Linked DNA regions of Zea mays: region 2 is linked to region 1. Evidence: chromatin contacts called from public Hi-C data. All regions are on one chromosome and are shown on one strand. The core of a region is the stretch at or near the end of the contact, and the rest is flanking DNA. Distances in the headings are between cores, read along the strand shown.

Region 1 (3,690 bases), core at 888-3,387:
CTACACCAGTAATACCGTCCGACATGCAGGCCGTTCTTAAGCGCTGCGAAACCCTAGAGAAGGAGGTTCGGTCGCTAAAGCTTAATCTGTCCTTCATGAACAGGTGGGTACACTGCTGCAAGCAAGGACACGAGTTTCTAAGGAAAATCCTTGTGGAGCGATCACAAACCTCCCTTTGTAAACCTGTTTGTTAAAATGTTTATACACACGGTTGGTTGCAGGAAAGATTCAGAGCAGACCAAGCAGATCGAGGAGCTTCAACAGAAGAACGAGGACTTGGCCGAAGAGAAGGAGCGGTTGCTGGAAGAGATCGAGAGAATTGTCTCCGACCCCAACACTTGAGCACCCAATCTCCTTTTTTTTTGGGTAACTTATTTTTGTGTACTAATAGAGTTAGGCTTGAAATGGTCCTTGATACAAATACGTACAGTCCAGCAGGGCAGCAAGAATTAAGTGCTGGCCTAAATGTATCACCATTCTTTCCTTGTTATCACAAGTTTAATGTATATTAATACCAACAAGCAAAGGGATCAGGGATTACAGTTTACTTCCTTTGACTTGTATCTTGAACTAATTACAGTATGAAATGGAGCCCAAAAAGGGTGGTAGCATCTTGGCCTCTTGGGTATTAGAACATGAACTACATTATGGTTGACCCAAGTTTCAGTATACAAAGACAGCACCACATATAACAAAGAGCAGGAACAACTTTCATTTCAAGGTTGTTTCAGAGATAGAAACAACCACATTTCATCATGACCCCAGTATTGTATGGTATGTATGTGCTTGAAGCCATAGTTGTGTCACTGTAGCAAACTAGCACCTCAGACATGAGAGCGTCTTCCCAAGCTGGCCAAGCATGAGTTTCAGGTAAGGTGGAGTGAGGAAGATTAGAGGGGATTTTCTTATATTTAATTTTGAATATAAAACAATTTAATCTCCTGCAGTCCCCCACTAACCAAAGCCCTTAGGGGCTTGTTTAGATACTTTATTCACTTCAATACACATGAATTTAAGGGGACTGTGGTATCCAAACATAACATAGCATAGATGGTTTAAACTTGAGAAATATGACAGTCCCAAAATGCAATATGTTCATAAAATTCAAAGGATTACACAAAGATATCCATCAATTCGACTCCCATTTCAGATATAACCATCAATTCGATTCCATTTCATCATCGTTTCAATCCAGCAGTAGACACCCAACCACACAATACATTTTCAGGACTCCACGATCGCCAAGAAACAGATCAGGAACTAGAGCAGCACATACGGCGACCACCACTCAGTGCTTATTCCTCGGCGAGGTCCTCCTTGACCCAGCCGCCGACAAGGGCGCCGCGGCTGTTGCAGCAGCCTTCCTCTTTGGCGACAACCTCGCCGGCGCCCCAGCAGCGGGTACAGAAGCCTTCCTCTTTGGCGAAGCCCTCGGCACGGTAGCCTTCCTCTTTGTTGACGTCGTCGCCGGCGTCGCGGCACCCGGCTTCTGCTTGCTCTCCAACACCAGCTGCTGCTGCTGCTCCGCGGCGATGCGGTCGAACTCGTCGCTGAGCTTCCTCGCGCGCCTCTTCTTGGCGGCGGTGACGATGGCCGCGAGGGGCTCGTCCTCCTCCGACTCGCCGGACCCGTCGGAGTCCTCGTCGTCGTCGACAAGCTCACGCTTCAGGGCCCGCTCCCGCGCCGCCACCTCCTGCTCGTCCTCGGAGTCGCCGCTGGAGGCGTCGTCGTCGGACCCAAGCGCGGCGAGCGAAGCCGGCATGTGGCCAGCGGCGCGGGCCTTGGCCTTGGCCTTGACCCTGGCATCGCGGTGCGCGCGGCGGCGGAGCTTGTCGACGGAGCCCTCGATGCGGCCCTGCAGGCGGAGGCGCTTCACGCTGATGCCGCCCATGGACCAGTGCGCTTCGCGCGCCCACTCGAGCAGCGGGTCGGTGACGGACGCCGGCGGGTCCACGCGGTCGCCCGGGAAGAAGCGCGGCCTCGGCAGGCCGCTGCCGTAGAACCGGCCGGGCCCGAGCGCCACCACCATACTGGACTGTCCCTCTCGGTTAGTTGTGGCTCTGTCGCTCTAGCGTAGATCTGCCCTCTCTCTCTCTCTCTCTCTAGATCTCTGTAATTGCGAACGTGGCGTGGTCTGTGGAGGAGAGAGGAATCGTGAGGGAGTTTATAGGAGAAGAGGAAGCGCGGCGGGAAAGGATAGGCGAGTTTGGCGCCAAGAAAATGGCGGTAAAATGCTCGAGGGGAAATTGGATGATCGGGCGGGCGCGGGAGGGAAAGCCGCATCGTGTGAATGGGCGCGGGGGAAATGGCGGGAGCCCACTGCTTTCCGCGCGGCGCTGACGGCAGGGCCCCACCGGCCCGCTGCACTTCTGTTCCCACGAACACACGGCCCGGTTGGAGACGGAGTTGAATGCTTGCTTCTCTTTCCATGTAGATTTTTACATGCGTTATTTATGCATGTAGAAACATGTAGATTTTGTTTTTTGAAATTTGTTTTTACGATTTATTTGTATATTATCGATTACATTATTTTTAGTATAATTATCTATTGAGCTTTCAACTTTGTCCAGCTTTACTCCTCTGACGTGGCGCTAATTCAGTAAACCTATCATCGGAATTATCAAAGGTGTGTAAAACAAACTAATTTAAAAAATTGGGATTTTTGTAGCTCAGGGAGAAAAAATAGGGTGACTACGATTGATGAGAAAGAATTGGAGCTTTTTTCCTCAATAATTAGAGATCGGGTGAGATGCTCTGCAGCCCAGTTAGTAGAGTACATGATCCAGCTTGACTGGTGGCTTTAGCGTGCCTTTTTTGCTGGACCGGCCCAGTGGTCATCGGTGAAGATACGGCCCATCCAAGGACTCCTTTTCGTGCAGATACTCTTTTTTGGGGGGAAAAAGAAAAAGAAAAATGGCTGATGTTTCAAAGTTGGTTTTGTGCAAGTGCAGATTTATGGATTCGTCCATGGAGATTGAATGTAACCACATTTTCTATCAGATTCTAAACTGCCAGGAAGACTCGTGCATACATAGCATTGTCCCCCAAAAAAAACATGTCAACTCATTAAAAAACAGCAAGCTAGTCTATTGATATAAATCGTCCAGCAATACACAAGAATATAGATGTAAAGTCTTTTTTTAAAAAAAATATATCAGATGAGATGAAACGATTGTTTTGAAACTTAGTACATAAATGGTAAAAAGGTTATTTTGACCTATCAGTTGCACGATTTGTACCTATCAGTTAATTCATTTGCACCTGATACGTTGTAGAAAGAGGCATGTCAATTCAAGCCTAGCCGTTGCATTGATTCAAAGACGGGACATGCACATGCTTAGGATAAGTTTAACAATGGGAGAAAAATGATGACACGTTGCTGACTGTAAAGCATATACGAGCCAAGGTAATCATGGCACCTAAACAAATCACACCGGCGTTAATAATGTTGCAATCCACAGCCCATCGCCTCGCGTTCATCGACTACAGCGCCCGCTGTGATGAAATTATTGTCAGAAGCTAACGTAGGTTGGTCGATCGCACCGCAACCAGATCAAAGGCGACGTAATTAGAAGTTTCTAATATAAACTATAAACTATACTGCCGTGTCAGTAATTTGCATATCAAGCCCTTTGAAATTGGATTATTTAGCGATGATTTAGGAATCGAATCGAATTACGACAAGACTCT
Region 2 (3,411 bases), core at 825-3,324, 500 kb after region 1:
CCAAGAAGAAGATTAACTTCGACAATGAACGAGATGAGTAGAAACAGACCTTCAGACGAATCAAGATCCACCACCGGAAGAAAAGTCTCCTTTATCGAAACTTTCTTTTGCCCCCAAGTCTTCTCTACACCCACAAATAGCTAAAACATGGTGTACCCTTGTTTTCGATACCACACCTACTAATGGCATGATAAAATTCTAGGTGTATAAAAAAATACTAATTGGAAGTTCCACTTAGAAAAAAATACTAGAATTTCATAAAGATAAAGTCAGCTTGATATGCTTAACTAAATGATATTCCTAAATAGGATTATAGAATCAAATGTGATCTAAACTAATGTGGTCTACTTAAACAGATTAGTGGTACTTGGATCCTTCTAGCCAGGTGTTAACTTAACTTAGCACATTAGACCAACTCAATCAAGAGCAAAAAGATTTAACTCAACCAATAGAGTCACGAATTGCATAATCTGACAATCCCCACCTAACATCAAACAAGATTTTGACCTACATCACGTAGTCTATCTCACTAATATATATCTCATCTTGACAGATTCTATCTTACCTTTGGAAATTCACCTTATACGACTAGTTACCCCAATCTGGACATAAAACAGATTAAGCCCTGCTAAAGAATCTTCAGTCATAAATAGCTACTAACCTATTCATTTTGCTTACCAAATACTTTCCATTGCAAAACTATCCTACCATATGCTTCTAACTCTTATGGTCAATACCAGGAAGGGAAGATTATCAAGCAACATCAAACAGAAATGAATCCTTTAGATCCTCCACCGGTTGGAATCGATCAAGTGGTTGCTGCCCAAATGATGGTAACACAACAAATGGCAAACATGGTTACCGAAATGCAAAATCAGATAAGGCAAGAACGCCAAGAAATACGTCAGGACCGGCTGGAGATACGTCAAGAAATGAGGCAAGCATGGTTGGAAAGACAACAACAAGAACAACGCCCACTACCTCCACCACCACCACCAGCTCCACCAAGCTACATAAACACACACACATATATATACTACTATTTGTAAGATCCAAGTGTTATTTTAGTTAGTAGTTGGTACGATACTATGTTAGGAGGAATAATAAGGTCTAATTGACCCCATGTGTTGCTAATAAATTATGCATCATGCTGAGATTTTGTTTGTGCATATGTTTTGAGATAACATAGTTATACACCCATTTCTTACAAACCTCGAGGACGAGATTTCTGTTAATGGGCTAGGATTTGTAAGGCCAAAATTTGTATAAGAAAAAAAGAATAATAATAAAATAAATATATGAAGGAATAAAATAGAAAATTCAGTGATCTCAAATTATACTTGAGCGTTGAAAATTGAGAACTGAATTTTGGAAACCAAGAATTATTTTAGAAAAGTAATAGAAAAACTTTCTATTCAACTAAATGATTATGCATTTCATTAAATGATGCACCATAAGCATTTAGTTACATGAATATTTAATTTTAAAGTAACTTTAAACTCATATCCCGTAATCAAAATACCATTTTCCCAAGAAGAAAGGAACTATATGAGTGTGTCTCATATTTCAAACATTTATGAAACAAATGAATTAATTAGAATAAATAGAGGTCTAATACACCATGATTGATTTTAAGTGGGTATTAAAGTTGAGTTCTTAAACTTTATCTCATATTGGAATTTGAATTATGTAAATTAAAAAAATAATATGAGAATAAAATAATGAGATGAGAATTGGGATTTAACCCAAAGGTACAATTTTGGAATAAAAAAAGAGAAAGAAAATATTGTATAAAATAGAGAAAATAAATATATAAATAAAATATTTTATTCCTACTGATATTTGAATGTGAGCGGTTAACTCAAGTATGAATCTCACACCTAAAGTTGAATTAAAATTGGAAATCAAAAAATGGAAAAGAAAAGAAGGAATACAAAAGAAAAAGGGAAAAGAAACCTAACTGGGCCGCCACCCGCGTTTTGGCCCACTTGGCCTTTCCTTTTTCCCCTGCGCACGGCCCAACTCCCGCTCTCTACGTACCGGCGCCGACAAGGGTGGCCCACCTACCAGCCACCACACGACTGCTTGCGGCACGGTTGCTGCAACACACTGGCGCGTGGGCCCGGTACCACTGTAGCTCTTCCTTCCCACTCCCCGCGTATGGCGCTGGCGGCGCACCTGCTCGCGCGAGATCCTCGGATCAGCTGACCACGAGTCTCGTGGAATCGACCTACCGAACGTCGTGGGGAGATAAAGGACACCGTACCCTCACTTTCCCTCTCTACCCACCCAGACGCCTCGCGACCAGAGAAGGGCGGAGAAGGAGAGTGGAGCCACCGCGAGGAAACTCCGAAGTCGACGGCACCCAAGCCTTTGGTATTGCGCCCAACGTCCTCTGCAAGACCGAAGAAGGGAGGTGGTGGCCGTGCCACTTGGAATTCGTCACCAGCGCCGCTCTAATTACTCGTCGGAGTCACGCCCTCGCCGCCAACTCAATCCGCGCCGTGTCCAGACCTCCCACAGCGTGAGCACCGGTATGTGATAGTTTTTTTTGGTTCATCGCGTAGTCAGAATGGTAGATCACCTTATAATTGGAGTCGTGCCGCTGTAGTTTGGGCGGAATGCCTCGCCGGCCTTCGCAGATCCACCGTGGGTCACTAGATACCATGGGTAGATTCCTTACCGCGACGATTTGGCGTCGGAACGACCTAATTACGGTCGCTACCTCACGTGGTGCGAGTAGGAGTAGTTCATTTCGGAGTTCGGGCGCCGTGGCGGAGCGTGGCCGCCGCTCCGGCGAGCCTCCGTCGTGTGGGGCGGTTTGGTGCGACTGCTGTGCGGGGCGACGGGGGGAAGAAGTTGTGGTGGCTGTCGATCCGTAGATAGACGAATGAGATTAGAAGGGAGATGTACCGGTTCGACTCATTAAAATGGGACCACCAGATTGGAATCCACAGGCATAGGATTGATCACAGTCACACTAAATTCAGGACATAGATCTTGGAGCCTGGGCTCGGGTTGCGTACCGATTCGAACGCGGCCAGATTTAATCGTGGCCCTCAGTTTCAATCAAACGGCCAAGATCGCGCAATACCCCTTCGTCCGTTCATTTTGCGAATAAGACCCTAGTTTTTTACTAAATAAACCCACGTCCACTGCGTGGGTAAACTGAGTCTTAGGAAAACATACATCGGGACCCCTGAACTTCTCTGTATTAGTGCGCCTAGTCCAGGAAGTTAGGAAATCAGATAAATGGAATTAGAAAATGATTTTTAATGCAAAAATAAATGCTAGAATTTGTTTCATTCATAGAAAATTCATATGAAGTCCAAATTAATCCATTCCAATTCCTATAATTTTGTAATATTATTGTTTATCAGTTAGTACCACTATTTTGACATGAAAGTCAAA

The links. Hi-C and Micro-C count contacts between places; a contact is called where the count stands out from the background.
Region 2: a contact with region 1 is called in a Hi-C map of endosperm, with 2.8 times the contacts expected there. The contact joins the enhancer-like site here to the promoter of LOC100278717 in region 1. A contact is called at or near these places in 6 of 25 Hi-C or Micro-C datasets (bundle sheath, ear, endosperm and 2 more) and 1 of 3 datasets of contacts at active chromatin or transcription factors (leaf).

What each region holds. Positions count from the first base shown.
Region 1 is chr6:69,489,776-69,493,465 of Zm-B73-REFERENCE-NAM-5.0, forward strand. It overlaps LOC100278717, which reads right to left and starts at 2,138. Exons shown (of 1, transcript NM_001151902.2): 1 at 1,150-2,138. The coding sequence starts at 2,029. The coding sequence ends at 1,289. LOC103629392 (protein CYCLOPS) reads left to right here. Exons shown (of 10, transcript XM_023300342.2): 9 at 1-103; 10 at 222-611. The coding sequence ends at 342.
Region 2 is chr6:69,989,122-69,992,532 of Zm-B73-REFERENCE-NAM-5.0, forward strand. No RefSeq gene overlaps it. Among protein-coding and RNA genes, the nearest start is that of LOC109940152, 6.0 kb to the right of the region's middle. Within about 2 kb of position 2,075, at least 19 of the 20 cell types and tissues checked have an H3K27ac peak or open chromatin away from gene starts, as enhancers often do. A contact at or near this core is called in bundle sheath, ear, endosperm and 2 more, where this site is marked.